4 separate regions of the Sus scrofa genome follow, and all the other regions are linked to region 2. Evidence: chromatin contacts called from public HiChIP or PLAC-seq data. All regions are on one chromosome and are shown on one strand. Each heading gives the region's core, a stretch centred on a gene start, on an enhancer-like site or on the middle of the called end of the contact. The rest is flanking DNA. Distances are from core to core; before and after follow the strand shown.

Region 1 (3,159 bases), core at 57-2,556, 540 kb after region 2:
AAAATATTATGATAAAGTTATGAGGCTGACTCACCAAACCTTGCTATCAGGCTCATTACATTATTGTCATACATCATCTTATTAATTACCGTTTCCTTTGCACACGTCTTTCTCCAGCGTTGTTGTAATTTCATCATAGAAGTGTCTGACTTTAAATTTCTTTGTACCTCCTGAAACTTTTTTTTTTTCCCCACGCGTTAGCTGGCTTTTGCCCTACAGGAATTTGTCTTTTTGAGATGGATTTAAGTGTGTGAATATATAGCTAGGACACAGCAAGAGATGGGGGGTAAGGGTGACATTTGAGCTGCATTTGAATCAAAGGTAGATGTTTGATCATGAGAGAAGATGGGAAAACAGTCTCAGTAGAGACCTCAACAGGGGCAGGAAAATATGAAGAAGTACAGTGTGTTTGGGGAAGGGAATGAAATGAGGTGAGATCAGGGTGGGGAGTGGCTAAGAGAGGGGGCAGTGAGCCCAGAAGAATTCATAAAAGTCGTGGCCAAGTTGGAGCTAGGTTGTCAAGTGTCCTGTGAGCCATGTCAAGCAGATAAAATGTGATTCTGGGCCACGAAGAACTGCAGGACCACTTTAAGCAAAGAGATGTCACCTTTGTGCGATGCCTCTGGTAGCACAAAGCTCTCAGCATATCTGTCTGACTGAAGTATCTCCAGCGTTTGGTCTCTTTCTCTGTGTATGAGAGTTTGAAACACAATTGTTTCATTCATTCTGGGAATTTTCGGGTTGGGGATTATGAACATGTTTTTCAGCATTTTTTTTTTTCTTTTCCCCAAAGAGTGAGCTTAAGGATTGAGTTTCTTCCTGAAACATCTTTCCTCTCCGGGTTATCAGCCTGTGCCCTGATTCACAGTCCTGGGTGGCGTGAGGATCAAGTTTTGCTTTTTGTTGGGTAGTTGTGCTGGAAAACAACATCGTGAGTATTTGGGATGTTCTGGCAGGATCACTTAGTGGGAGGAGAGTTTCATTCACTGCACACAGCAGGGAGCCCAATAGCTTCCCTTTGCAAGTCATAGCAAAACACTTAGATGAGCCTTTTTTAATTGGCCAGCCCCTTCTTTCTCATGCTGTTCCTAGAGCCTGGCGTCTCCCAACATACTTTGCAGTGTCTGCTTCATCTTCCACTCCTCACCCCAACACCCCCCTCCAGGTTCCCTTGGGATCTGGAAGCCAGCGGAGACCTCACCCCCTCCCTGGACAGGACAGTGAGAAGGCATGGAAGAGGGTTCCAGCTCTGTGCCCCAGCCTGGTGGGCTGGCTGCTGCCTGGCCCTGAATCTTGGATCTATTACTCCATCTCCGCCCTCTGCTGAGCCCTGCAGCTGTGTGTGTTTTGAGTGGTAGCCACCTCCCAAGAAAGGCTGTGGTTTTATGAAGTAATAGATGATTTTATAAAAAAAGAGTTGTTCTCTTTGGTTGCTTTCAAGCCTGAGGGATCGCTTAGCTCAAAGGATTGTTATTGGAATGCGGGAGCCTCTATTGCCAAGTCACACACCCCAATCACTGCTGATTTCTCTCCCTCTCTCTTTTTTTTTTTCTTTCTTCTTTCTTGAAAAGACTAGTTTTTGTTAGTTGCTTGGTAACTGGGACATAGACTTTGCTCCTTCAGCACAGAGAGCTCTGCTCCTCATTTGAATCCGATTCAGTGCTTACACAGTGAGGTGTGCCTGACATTGGCATGCGCTGGGGACATGCTCTGTGTTTCCTGTAACCTGTGCACCATTTGTGCCCGGAGGTTGTTATCAAGGTCTTAGAATTTAAGTGAGTTGCCCCGGATTGAAAGTGAGAGCTCTAATATTAGGAAAAAAAAAATTAAAAATATGTTGGGGAGGGCTTTTCTTTGTTTTGTTTTGGTTTTTTGTTTTTCTCTCTGTAAAGAATGGTAAAAGCTTCCATCACGATGCTTCCAAAAGGCCAAAACCCACAGCTCTGCTAGATCTGGGAGCCTTCGGGTGGTGACTGTGGCCTGGGCAAAGGAACTGTCACCTTAGAGCAGGAAGCCCTGGGCTATGACCTTGTCGTTCAAACCTAAGTTTCTACATCCTTTGTAGGCACCTGTCCCCCACCGCCGCCCTGAGAATCCAAGGAGAGGAGGTGTGCGGGGGCACTCTTGTAAGCTGTGGAAGGACCTACGAAGAGAATCACCGTGTCTGATGCAAGCCCAGTGGTTCCAAGGGTAGATTAATTCAGTAACATCGAGACCCTTGGCTGTGGTTGTCCTCTCTGGGGCGAGGGAGAGATGGAGAGATTTTCCCATGGCCCTGGATTAAAAATCCATCCACGGGGGCTCATAGGCCCTTTGCCAATCTAGCATGTGATGACTAAGCACTTGTGAATCATGGAGCTCAACTTCAGAACAGCATGGGAACCTCGTAGGTAGTGTCAGCATCTCCAAGTAAGGGGTCAGGCTCCTGGAAAAAGTCCCACTCGTCCAGGCAGACTCTTCCCCCACTTCCCTCTGCTGGCCAAGCTTCAGACTTTGCTTTTGTGGGGAAGGCAGAGGGTACACACTGCTGCTGTCTTCTCCCCAGAGACCCTGTGCATCCTTTTAGGGAAACACTCCTCGCAAGTTTCTCATCCTGTGGGGAGGTCGCGCCTCGGCTCAGTGAAGCCAGCGTTGTCTCAAGAAAAGATGACGCTGCCTGGCTGCCTTGCACCTCCTGCCCCCAGCGTGTCTCTTTCTGGCAGGAGGCCTGCAGTTCTCTTCGAGATATTCTGCCCGGGTTCCATTGTCCGCGGCAGCGGCTGTCCGCAAGGCTCCAGGCTGAAAGCTCTCATTCTGCAGGGTCTTTAGTGGCCGTACACAAGATCTAACAGAAGCAGTTGTTTTCGGAGTTGAGGAGGACAGCTTGGCCTTGGCTGGAGGCACTGGTTGTTGCTGCATTGGTTTCGTGGTTTATTTCTCATTGGCCTTGGATTTCTGGAGTCTTTAGAATGAGGCTTTTCTCCCTGAGAACTGATCACCGAAACCACAAAGCACATGGAAAGCGATTTGGGGGACTACCCAGAAGACATACTAGTTGTTTGACTCATAGTTTCAAAGGCTGCCATTTGCTGATTGGGACCTATTTGTGTATGGAGATACTGCTAGTTCAGAGCTGTGTCAGGCATCTGTAGTCAACGTTAAGTGCTGCTTTGTCCAACC
Region 2 (3,373 bases), core at 768-3,267:
CTTAACTCCTTCAACTCCACCTGGACGAGTAATCTATAGATAATGCAGAAAAGAGGTTGGGGGAGGGGTAACTTTTTCAATATTTTATTGTATTTTCTTAAATATCCTTTCTGGAATTTTCAGAAACAAAACATAAAAAAATTATATACTTTATTACAAATGGTAAACTCAGAGTGCTCAAAATTTCTTATTTACAAACAACAACTGGGCAGGACACCCAAACAAACAAACATGAAATAACTTACAAAGGCATGAAGCTGTTTATTGACAGTAATCAGCTTTCATCAAATTAAAAAATATATATATGTACATACACAGTAATGGAAGGCAGGCCAGAAAGAGTTCATCTGCAGGCTGGGCCTCGCTCTCACAAACCTCCCTCCCGCCTCCCCTCCCCCACCCCCCCCTTTGTGTTAAGGAGTACTACAGAAGCAATCTACAGTCTCTATTGCAGTTTGCAACCCTCCCCCCTCCCCCCCCTTAATACTGAATGAGATCGAATGTTAGGTCCATGCAGTTCTTGGTCAGTGTTAAAGAAAAGTCTTAACGTTCTGTTTGCGCGGGGACAGCCCGTTCGCAAAGCGGGGCAGCCCGCGGGCTGCCGCTCCCTGGCTCCGCGCCGAGGGAGGGCGAGCCAAGTCCTTCCCACTCGTGCACACTGGGGGCGCCGTCAGGACGCAACCCAGTCCAACTTGGATACCCTTGGCTTTAGTCCTCCGACACTTCTTTTTTTTTTCTCCCTCTCTCTCGCAACTTGTCAAGTTCTCAAGTCTGTCTCTCTGCTATTTTTTTTTTTTTCTCCATTGCCCCTCAGCCCCCAACAGTCTCGCCTCAAAACGTTTGCAACTGCTGCGTTAGCATGAGTTGGCACCCACTGTTAACGTGGTTCATGACTTTTTGTTTAAGCTGGGCCACCTGTTCCCTGAGCATGTTGGCGGTGGACGCCAGCTCCGAGTTCTGCGCTTTCAAGGTTTTCACTTTTTCCTCCAGCCGGGCGATCCTCTCCAGCTTCCTTTTCCGGCACTTGGAGGCAGCGATGCGGTTCCTCATGCGCTTCCTCTCCGCCTTGATCCGCTCCTGCGACTCCATGTCGATGGGAGACAGGGGCGGGGTTTCCCCGGGCATCTCGGGCACCGTCTGCGGCTCCTCCTTCAGGGCCTGCAGCCGCGGGTGCTGCACGGGGATCTGCTGGGGCAGGTGGTGCGGCGGCTGCGGTGGTTGCTGTTGCTGCTGCTGGGGCTGAGCGGGAAAGGCCAGGCCCGCCGCGCCGTAGGAGGGCGCCCCGCCGCCGCTGCTCAGCGCGCCGGGGTTGAAGTTGCTGAGATTAGCGTAGACTGGCGGCTCGCTGTGTAGGCTGGCGCTGAAGCCGCCGCTGCCGCTGCCGCCCGCCACTGAAGCTACCGCCGGAGCCACCAGGCCCGCCCCGCTGACCGGCTGCGCCGCCGACGTGACGCTGGGCAGAGTGTTCTGGCTGTGCAGTTCGGCCAGCGCGCGCACGAACCCCTCGGCGAAGCCCTCCTGCTCGTCAGTCACGTTCTTGGGGCATAGGAACTGGGTAGGGGTCGGCGTGGTGGTGATGTGCCCGTTACTGGACTGGATTATCAGGCGCTCGAGTTCGGGCGACGCCAGCTTGAGCAGCCCCACGTCGGGCGAGGTGAGGAGGTCGGAGTTCTTGGCCCGTAGGTGCGGCTTCAGGTTGCCCACCGGGTCAGCCAGGTTCAGGGTCATGCTCTGCTTCAGGATCTTGGGGTTACTGTAGCCGTAGGCACCGCTCTCGGACTGGAGGAACGAGGCGTTGAGGGCATCGTCGTAGAAGGTCGTTTCCATCTTTGCAGTCATAGAACAGTCCGTCACTTCACGTGGGGTGAGTTTGGGTTGCGCGCAGAAGTTTCGGGGCCGCAACAGCGCGCTGGCAAACGGGGGACACCCGCGCTTCCCGGGGCCGTGAGCGAGGAAAGTTTCTCTAAGAGCGCGCGCCCCCGCCGGCTGGCCTCCCCCCTGCGCCCTCCTCACCAGCTCGCTCCGGGGGATCGCAAGGTTGAGACGCCGCCCGCACTCTTACTCGTCCGCTCGCGCGCGCTTCCCGGCTTTGAAAAAGTCGCGGTCACTCACGGTGAGCTCTCGGGAGCAGCGGTTCCTCGGAGCCCGCGGACGAACTCGCTTCCAGGCGGAGGCAGGCAGCGCAAAGCCCGCGGTGGCCTGCCCGCGGCGGGTCTCCGCCGCCCGGACTCCGACGACTGTCCCCTCCTCCGCTGCGAGGGGGAGGGGGCGCCCGGCAGCCGCGGGTCGCGCTCGCCCAAGTTCAGCAACCGGTGCGAGCGGAGCGGAGCGCACGTCCTCCTCACTCCACCGCCTCCTTTTCTTTACCGCCTCTGCGGCAGCTTCGGGCGGAGAGAAGCTTTGCGAAAGTTCGCTCCGGGACCCGGCGGCCACTTGTCCCCTGTCCTCCTTGCCGGGAAACTTCTCGCCGCTGCAGCTGGTCTCCGGACTTCCCCGTGCGGACAGTGGCCGCTCTCCGAGCTGTCAGCAGCGCCCGCGCAGCGGGGCTCTCCGCCTGGGGGCGGCTGGAGAAGGGGATCTCCCGGCACTCCCCAAAACACCAGCCCGGGAGCCACAGGCGTTAGCTCCGGGTCGTGGGAGAGAAAATGGAAAAGAAAATAAGATTTGCAGTCCGCCCCGACTGACGGTGCCTGTCTGCCTGCCTGAATCGGCGAACCTCCACTCCCGCCTCGCTGCTTCAGCCACACTCAGTGCAACTCTGAGCCCTTATCCAGCCGGAGCTCAACACTTATCTGCTACCAGTAAACCCCTAAAAATAGCCCATGATGTCACCCCAAGGCCTTCCCATTGGCTCTTGTCGCTCTCAGGAGGGCGGGCCCACCCGTCGCCATGGAGACCCCACCCTAGAAGATTCTTCTCTGGACCCGCGGAGGCTCACGGGATGAGGTAATGCTCCGCTGCCCTCCTACAGTTGGGCCCTTCTTTTGCCTCCCCTCCCTCCTCTCCTCGCGACTAGCGCCTCTCTCTTCCCCCTCCCCTCCTCGGCGCGTCTTTCCTGGCCCGCCCGGTGCATTGTGGGCTGACGTCTTGGGGTTTGACTGTCTAGTGACGGTGGCTGCCGCAAGCTGGGCGGACTCCGGCGGCGGCTCGCAGCCTCTGAAGGAGGCGGGCTCAAGTTCAGGGAAGGCAGGGGATGCGGGGACCCGGAAGGCTGGGGAACCGGGCCCGATGGCTCGGCCTGAGTGGGCTGGGCGGGTGTCACTGAGGGGGTCGATGTCATCTGCGGGCACTTCGCCGCCGCGCGGGGGGGAGGGGGCGGGCTAAGCGCCCAGGTCCCTGCCCCCCCCCGCATTTCCGGGGGGCGGGAGCACCG
Region 3 (3,306 bases), core at 611-3,110, 560 kb after region 2:
TAATAATCCATCATGTGCATATGTATATATATAAATATTTGTCTTTTTAGGGCCACATTTGTGGCATACATATTTTATAAAATATATGTGCACACACACACACATATATACACATAGACACACACGCCACATCTTCTTTATCCATTCATCTGTCTTTTTCAGCTCTTTGGTATAGATCTAGATGTGAGTTCCATACCCTTGAAAGTCATACAGCCAGTAGGACTGTAATTTTTCAACTGAGTAGCTGTATAGCATTTCCTTTGCTTACCAGTTTTCTCTGAGACCTTGAATTTCTTTTAGAATCTAGTCTTGTTTGCTCTTTAATATGGTAAAAGTGGAGCAATCTCAGGCTGGGAGTCCTCATTTACAAATAGTATGACAGTATATTCTTTGCTGAAATAACATTTTTGACTGCACCCATGGCATGTTCCCAGGCCAGGGATTGAACCTGTGTCACAGCAGTAAACAGAGCCAAAGCAGTGACAACACCAGATCCTTAAACCTCAGAACTATCAGGGAACTCCTGCTGAAAATGTTTTGAAACTGTAAAAATGCTCAAGAATAGAGATCACGTTTTCCAGGTGCTATTACAGAATCCCGGAAGGTTCTTGCTGTGAGGGTGAAACTGCTAAGTGAAGTAGGGGTTAGGTTTTAAGGGGACCATATCCAAGTCATATATTGTTTAGAGTTCTTTTCTCTGACCCCGGAAGGCCTTCCTTGGGAGGGACAGGACATTTTGGTCTTGGTGGCCTCTTAAATCAGTTTGCTATCCTGGATGGCTGCCACTGTAGGTGAACTCTTGTGAACTTTTGGATATGCTGTACTTGTGTGATTCTAGGTAGCCTCTGAGTTTCAGTCTGATTAACGGTGTCAATATTCAGTCTTGGATACTGTAAGAACTCTGTGGCCTTGATGGTGAGGCCTTAGGACACATAGCATAAAATACACCTGGTGGCATGGTTTGAAACTTGGAAGAAATATCTGGTCCAGCCAGGTAACCCTGGGCCCTTGGTGCTCAGTTTGTCTGCAGAGTGTGGTGGCTGGATTAGGTGATCCATTTAGCCCCTCCCTGGACTGAACCTCTGAGTCCAAAAGTAATGGTGTCGACCAAAGTCTCCCTTTGACTTCTTTCTTAAAGCTCAGGTTATTGGAAGAAGTATTATAAAAGCCTGACATTAAATTCAACCCTTTGGGATATAATTTAGTGTCAGAATGCTGTATCCTTGTCTTCTTTTTTCACCTCTTCTAGTTAGTTTATTATTTTTTAAATACACCTTCTTTTTTTCTTGTTTTCTTCATTTTTCTTCCTTGCTCTAAATTATAGTCAAGGGCCTTTGAAGAGAATTCTTAAATGTTATTAAGAAATTGCAGTCAGGGAGCCCTTTGTTCCCAAGTCATTTAGAAGATTGCTTTTCCTTTTGTTAAATATGAAACATTGTCAACCTGCATTGTTAAAATGTGCCAAAAACTGCATTCACCACTAAAAAGTGTCAGCTCTCATTATTGCCCAGATATTATTCTTTTCAAAAGCTGAGCACTCTCCCCGGGCTTTCTAAACAATCTTCAGCTCATTCATCTTTCTGGTTTCGTTACGTTTTTGAACCTCTCTCAGTCCTACCTAGAGTGGCAGCCTGTCTTTTAAAAATTAATGGGTTCCAAATGCCAGTCAAACCTATTTCCGCCCTCAACCTCCTGCTCCCCTCTCCGGCCCTGCCTGTTAGGAGTCTTATACTCTGTATAAATATTGAGCTGCAGATAGTTTCTAAAGAGGTGTTTGGACTTTTAATTAACACTGACAGCCTGTCTGCCTGGGATTTTGCTCTGCTGTCTCCATGGAAAAGTCAGGCAGGTCATATGGAGAGGAGCGGGGCTCCGCAGTGGATATGTTCCTGGCGGCTGGCCCTAGAGACACTGAACTCCGAGCCAACCATGAAGTCATTTTGAATTTAAGGAGTCTTGCTAATCCAAGGCAATGTGTCTTAATTTGACAAAGTAAAGACTGCCCGATAAGCAACCCTAACTACAAGTTCTGTGAAACTGGGGGTGTTTGTAAGTTTAGATTGTGCTAGAGAAACGTGGTGATGTGGAAGAATGGGCTCGTTTTCTTCTGTTTACTCCCTTTCCCATCCCATCCCCCCCCTCCCCCCCCCCGACTTTGGCCCAGTTCAGCCCTGCAGTCTGGCCTCTGCAGTGGCTTGATATGAAATTTGAGAAACATATGTAGTTTTCTATTTCAGGAAAATGATCTCAGGGATTGAATGTGTTTTTTTGTCGGCTGTTAAGCTCTGATCTTGCCCAGTGTGGTTTTTTGATGATGGGAAAGAGGCTTCGAAGTGCTTTTTATCAGAATTCCTTGTAATAAACCTTAGGGCTTTTTTTTTTTTTTTTCGTTAGGCCCCCACCCCCTCCCTGGCCCTCAGCACAATGTCATCTATTCTGTCAGAAGTGGGAAGAAGTGCACGTTGTTCATGTTACAATCAGTTCATTGCTGCGGGCAGGCACATACACAAAAATGGCCGCTGTGTCCACCCTTCACAAAAGCTGTTTTAAATGTAGTTCAGTGGAGGGCCAGGGGTCTGCATACTGTTGCCCATAAAGGAAAAGGGAACCATGGAGGAGAAGTCGGCCTTTGTTTTGCCTTGGAAGGGCCAGTATTCTTCTTTGTTCTTGAGGTGAGAGCCAACAATGGGCCCAGTGCCCTGTAAAACCAAACTTCATTGATCCAGGCATGCAGAGGATGTGTGGACCAGCATGGCTGGGCCTGATGAGAGCAGAGCCGAGAGAGGGGTGAGGTGAAGTGCTGGCCGGGAGATGGGGAGGTGGGAGGCCGACTCGATTATTTTCATTTGGGTCTGACCTGCCCCGTGTCCGAGGAGGAGGCATGGCTCCAGCCCATCAAGGAGCATCTCTGTCATGGTAGAGAAGGGTTCCCTGCTTATTCACCAGATGCAGGCCTCTTGAGGACAGTTGCATGTCCACGTTCATCTTTGCTTCCAGGGGGTACTTGCTGAATGAATAAGAGAATGATGTGCTCCAGCGGAGATCTCTACAGAATACGCTGAAAGCATAGACAAAGGACCGACCTACCCATCCCAAGAGTTGGGCAAAAAGGGGGAGAAAGCACAGAAAGGTGTACCCAGAGGAAAGGGAGCTGGCATTCCTGGGCAGCATGCCCGTTATCCGATTTGATCCTTGTATCATTTTAACAGATGAGGAAACCAAGACAGGGGACACGTTCATCATCACACAGCCATGAAGGAGCAGAGGCTGGATCTGAAACTAGGTCTGCATGGCTCCTAAGCGATG
Region 4 (3,227 bases), core at 183-2,682, 590 kb after region 2:
GGTGGAGGTGAAAAGGAAAAGTTGATTAATAGTGACCTGGAATATTACTCAGTCTTGGCAAAAAGCTTTTTTTTTTAAGTCCCAAATCTCTACCACAAACATGGCTTCCTTCAGATTCTGGTTACTTGTAAACCTTATGTGTACTCAAGGGGTATAGAGCAGGTAGGATTCTGACCTGTCTACCTTAACTTCCATCTTCACATAATCGTAGCTGTTCTTTGTCTTCCCTCTCTGGAAACTGGCATAAGGAGAAGAGTGAGAAGGTGGGAGAGGGCTCCACTGGTATTCATCCAGTACCCACTGGAATGCCTGTGTCCATCCTGTTTTGTCAGTGTATTAACCAGAGTCCCTGCAAAAAGCAGGTGGCACACACCAGTGGGGTAATTTAAGAAGAATGGGCAAGTGTGGGGAAACCACAGGGGAATGTACACAAGACCCCTGGGCGCCCAGAATGGGCGCCGGTGCCAAGGACAAGGGTGTGGGTGGGCGTGTTACCAGGTCCTGGAGAGATGATCTGCAGAGAGCCTCAGGAGTTTGACCATTGGTAGAGAGTCACCGCCAGGCCACACTTCCCTCTGGTCTTCTGATGTCCCTCAGTGTCCCCTCCTTGGCCAAACCAGTTCCAGGCCAGAGGGCGGGGGGCAGCAGGGGTGGGGTGGGACGGGGCTTTGGCTGTGATTCATACCACCACCATCCTGGGTGAGAAAGCAGGGTGGAGAAGGTTAGGGGGTGCATCTGAAGAGGCAGGTGGAGGATATCTGGAGCAATGGGACATTCGTTCTGATTGTTTCCCTCTTGTGGTCAGATATTTGTGGAGGAATCAGGTGGTGGGGGTTGAGGGGTGGCTGTGCTTTGGAGTCAGAGAGTCTGGTACAGAATCACATCTGCTCCACTTGCTCAAGAGTGATTCTCGGCTCTTCTAAGTTCACCAAGCTCGTGTTTCCTCATCGTATGGTGGGATCAAGTCTAATGCCTAAACCAAAAGCTTTTGGGGAGGCTCAAAACAGAAAATATTTCGCTGCTCTTGAGGGGACTTGGAAAAGGCTGGAAGAGGCTGTAGGAAAATGTGAGCAGCAGACCTCAGTGGAGTTGTTTTTCTATAAAAACAGATATAACTCTGTCGTGAGCTTAGAGTTGCTTTTTTGTTCAATACATTTTTCTATATTTCAGATTCCTTACCTCAGGAAAACGAAAACAAGGGTTATTGATAAATATGTTGGTACTACGCTCCAAGTGATAATTGTTCGCTGACACTGTGCTCTCTGCTTTACTGAGGTGTGTGGATTAGCATCCACAGCAGAGCTGGCTTGACTGTGGGCACACCGCCATGTGTCATTTCTTGTGATGTGGCCATAGGCGCAATTCTAGTGTCTCATCCCCAGGAAGCCTCTGCCAGCCCCTCCAGGGCTTCTCCTCTGAGTAACTGTAGCCCAGGGCTACTCCCAGCACTTAGCACATCCTGTTGCAATGATTCCCTCTGCTAGACTGGGACCTCCTTAGGCCCACGCTGTTCTATTCATCTCCGAATCATGGGCCTTGTCTCTTGTTCCTAAATGCTGCTTTCCTTCCTGTTGTCCAGGTTCCCTTACAGGCTACAGGGAGTCCTCAGGCTCAGGAACCAGAGCTCCTGCAGCAGAGAACAGCTGATCTATGCTTTGTCTATTCTCCATTTCCAAAGTCCTGGGGAAGAATTTTGATTATTTTCATATGGGTCAGGTCTACATCCTTTCAACTAGTCCCAGGGAGTGGTATGTTATAATGATCTCAGCTTTAGTCAGTGGTCCATTCCCAGGGGAATCTGGTGCGGTGAGTGAGGCAGGGTCTCTACAATCATGTCAGCTCTTATAAATCCATTGGTTGCAGTGGAGGAAGATGAATCAGTTAGGAATGCATTCAGCTTCATGATAATAGCAAGAAGCTCTTATTTAAATCAACGGGTTGCCCTGGGGAAGAAGCATATATCAGGAATATATTTGCAAAAGTGCAAACATTGGTTTTTGGAGGATGAAAGTATCTGAGATACTGCAGTGATGTGTAGCCTTCTAAAGCCCATCCCTACCTAACAATGTAAACAGATATGTATAGGTATTAAAATTTCATGAGGGCAGGGATAGGAAAGGTATGTCTAAAAAGGGGTTTCAGTGGATTTGATGGTGAAAAAAAAAAGGGTTGCGATGCGATGCGAGTTATAATGACAGTAATCATGCCTAACACTTATGTAGTACTTAACAAGCGACAGAATTTTTTTTTTTGCCTTATATATTTTATTAACTCTGAAAATATGGCCGTTTTACAGTGGCTTCAACAAGTAGACTTGATTTCCTACTCTCTTGCTCTTAAATAAAAGTCCAAAGGTGATTAGACCATGTCAAAATGAGCATATCTTTAGTTGTGTAGACTTTTCCTTCAGGCTAGTAACCTCATGGTTATGAGATCATTGCTGTAGCTCCAGACATTGCATCCACCTTTAATACTAGAAGAGTGGGGAAAAAATGGAGAAAGCAGTATCTCCTTTTTCTTTTTGTTCATCTTTTTTAAAAATGAGAAAAGTAAAAGCTTTTCCAAAAACTCTCCTACTGGATTTCTGCCTATGTCTCTTTGGGTGGAATAAGGTTGCCTGGCCACTTGTAGCTAAAAGACAGGTAGGGATAGGAGAACAAGATTGTTCTGTTCACTTAGATCCACACAATCTAATATGATAGCCAGCTAGGACTATTCAAAACGGGTTTTTTTGTAATTGAGATACAATTCATAGTCCATAGTATTTACCATACTAAGTGCATATTTTGGTGATTTCTTATATATTCATGAGATTATGCAACTGTCACCACTATTTAATTCTAGAATATTTTCATCACTACCAAAAGATTCCAATATTCATTAGTAGTCACTCCCCATTCCCCCTTCCCCCAGCCCGTGGCAACACAAATCTACTTTCTGTCCCTACGGATTTGTCTGTTCTGCACATTATACATAAATGGAATTATATGATATGTGGCATTTTATGTCTGGCTTCTTTCAGTTAGCATACATTTTTTAAGGTTCATTTAAGTTGGAACATGTGTCAGCACTTAAAAAAAAAGAAATAGGAGTTCCCATCCTGGCTCAGCTGAAATGAATCTAACTAGTATCCATGAGGATGCAGGTTTGATCCCTGGCCTCACTCAGTGGTTTAAGGATCCAGCATTGCCATGAGCTGTGGTGTAGGTCACAGATGCAGCTCAGAT

Evidence for each region. HiChIP or PLAC-seq counts read pairs in DNA pulled down with a chosen protein or histone mark.
Region 1: an H3K27ac HiChIP or PLAC-seq map of skeletal muscle shows a contact between it and region 2. The contact joins the enhancer-like site here to the promoter of JUN in region 2. A contact is called at or near these places in 2 of 5 promoter capture datasets (fetal skeletal muscle and liver), 5 of 47 Hi-C or Micro-C datasets (fibroblasts, heart right ventricle, retroperitoneal adipose tissue and 2 more) and 2 of 2 datasets of contacts at active chromatin or transcription factors (alveolar macrophages and skeletal muscle).
Region 3: an H3K27ac HiChIP or PLAC-seq map of skeletal muscle shows a contact between it and region 2. The contact joins the enhancer-like site here to the promoter of JUN in region 2. A contact is called at or near these places in 1 of 5 promoter capture datasets (fetal skeletal muscle), 4 of 47 Hi-C or Micro-C datasets (embryonic fibroblasts, fetal heart ventricle and skeletal muscle) and 2 of 2 datasets of contacts at active chromatin or transcription factors (alveolar macrophages and skeletal muscle).
Region 4: an H3K27ac HiChIP or PLAC-seq map of alveolar macrophages shows a contact between it and region 2. The contact joins the enhancer-like site here to the promoter of JUN in region 2. A contact is called at or near these places in 3 of 5 promoter capture datasets (fetal skeletal muscle and liver), 4 of 47 Hi-C or Micro-C datasets (fetal heart ventricle, psoas muscle, skeletal muscle and 1 more) and 2 of 2 datasets of contacts at active chromatin or transcription factors (alveolar macrophages and skeletal muscle).

Annotation. Positions count from the first base shown.
Region 1 is chr6:153,143,773-153,146,931 of Sscrofa11.1, reverse strand. The region is part of intron 4 of FGGY (FGGY carbohydrate kinase domain-containing protein); the gene reads left to right. Among named protein-coding and RNA genes, the nearest start is that of FGGY, 68 kb to the left of the region's middle. Within about 2 kb of position 1,306, at least 31 of the 83 cell types and tissues checked have an H3K27ac peak or open chromatin away from gene starts, as enhancers often do. A contact at or near this core is called in alveolar macrophages, retroperitoneal adipose tissue, skeletal muscle and 1 more, where this site is marked.
Region 2 is chr6:153,685,069-153,688,441 of Sscrofa11.1, reverse strand. JUN (Jun proto-oncogene, AP-1 transcription factor subunit) reads right to left here and starts at 2,017. Exons shown (of 1, transcript NM_213880.1): 1 at 807-2,017. The coding sequence starts at 1,839. The coding sequence ends at 832.
Region 3 is chr6:153,124,780-153,128,085 of Sscrofa11.1, reverse strand. The region is part of intron 5 of FGGY (FGGY carbohydrate kinase domain-containing protein); the gene reads left to right. Among named protein-coding and RNA genes, the nearest start is that of FGGY, 87 kb to the left of the region's middle. Within about 2 kb of position 1,860, at least 40 of the 83 cell types and tissues checked have an H3K27ac peak or open chromatin away from gene starts, as enhancers often do. A contact at or near this core is called in fetal skeletal muscle and skeletal muscle, where this site is marked.
Region 4 is chr6:153,092,691-153,095,917 of Sscrofa11.1, reverse strand. The region is part of intron 5 of FGGY (FGGY carbohydrate kinase domain-containing protein); the gene reads left to right. Among named protein-coding and RNA genes, the nearest start is that of FGGY, 120 kb to the left of the region's middle. Within about 2 kb of position 1,432, at least 3 of the 83 cell types and tissues checked have an H3K27ac peak or open chromatin away from gene starts, as enhancers often do. A contact at or near this core is called in alveolar macrophages, where this site is marked.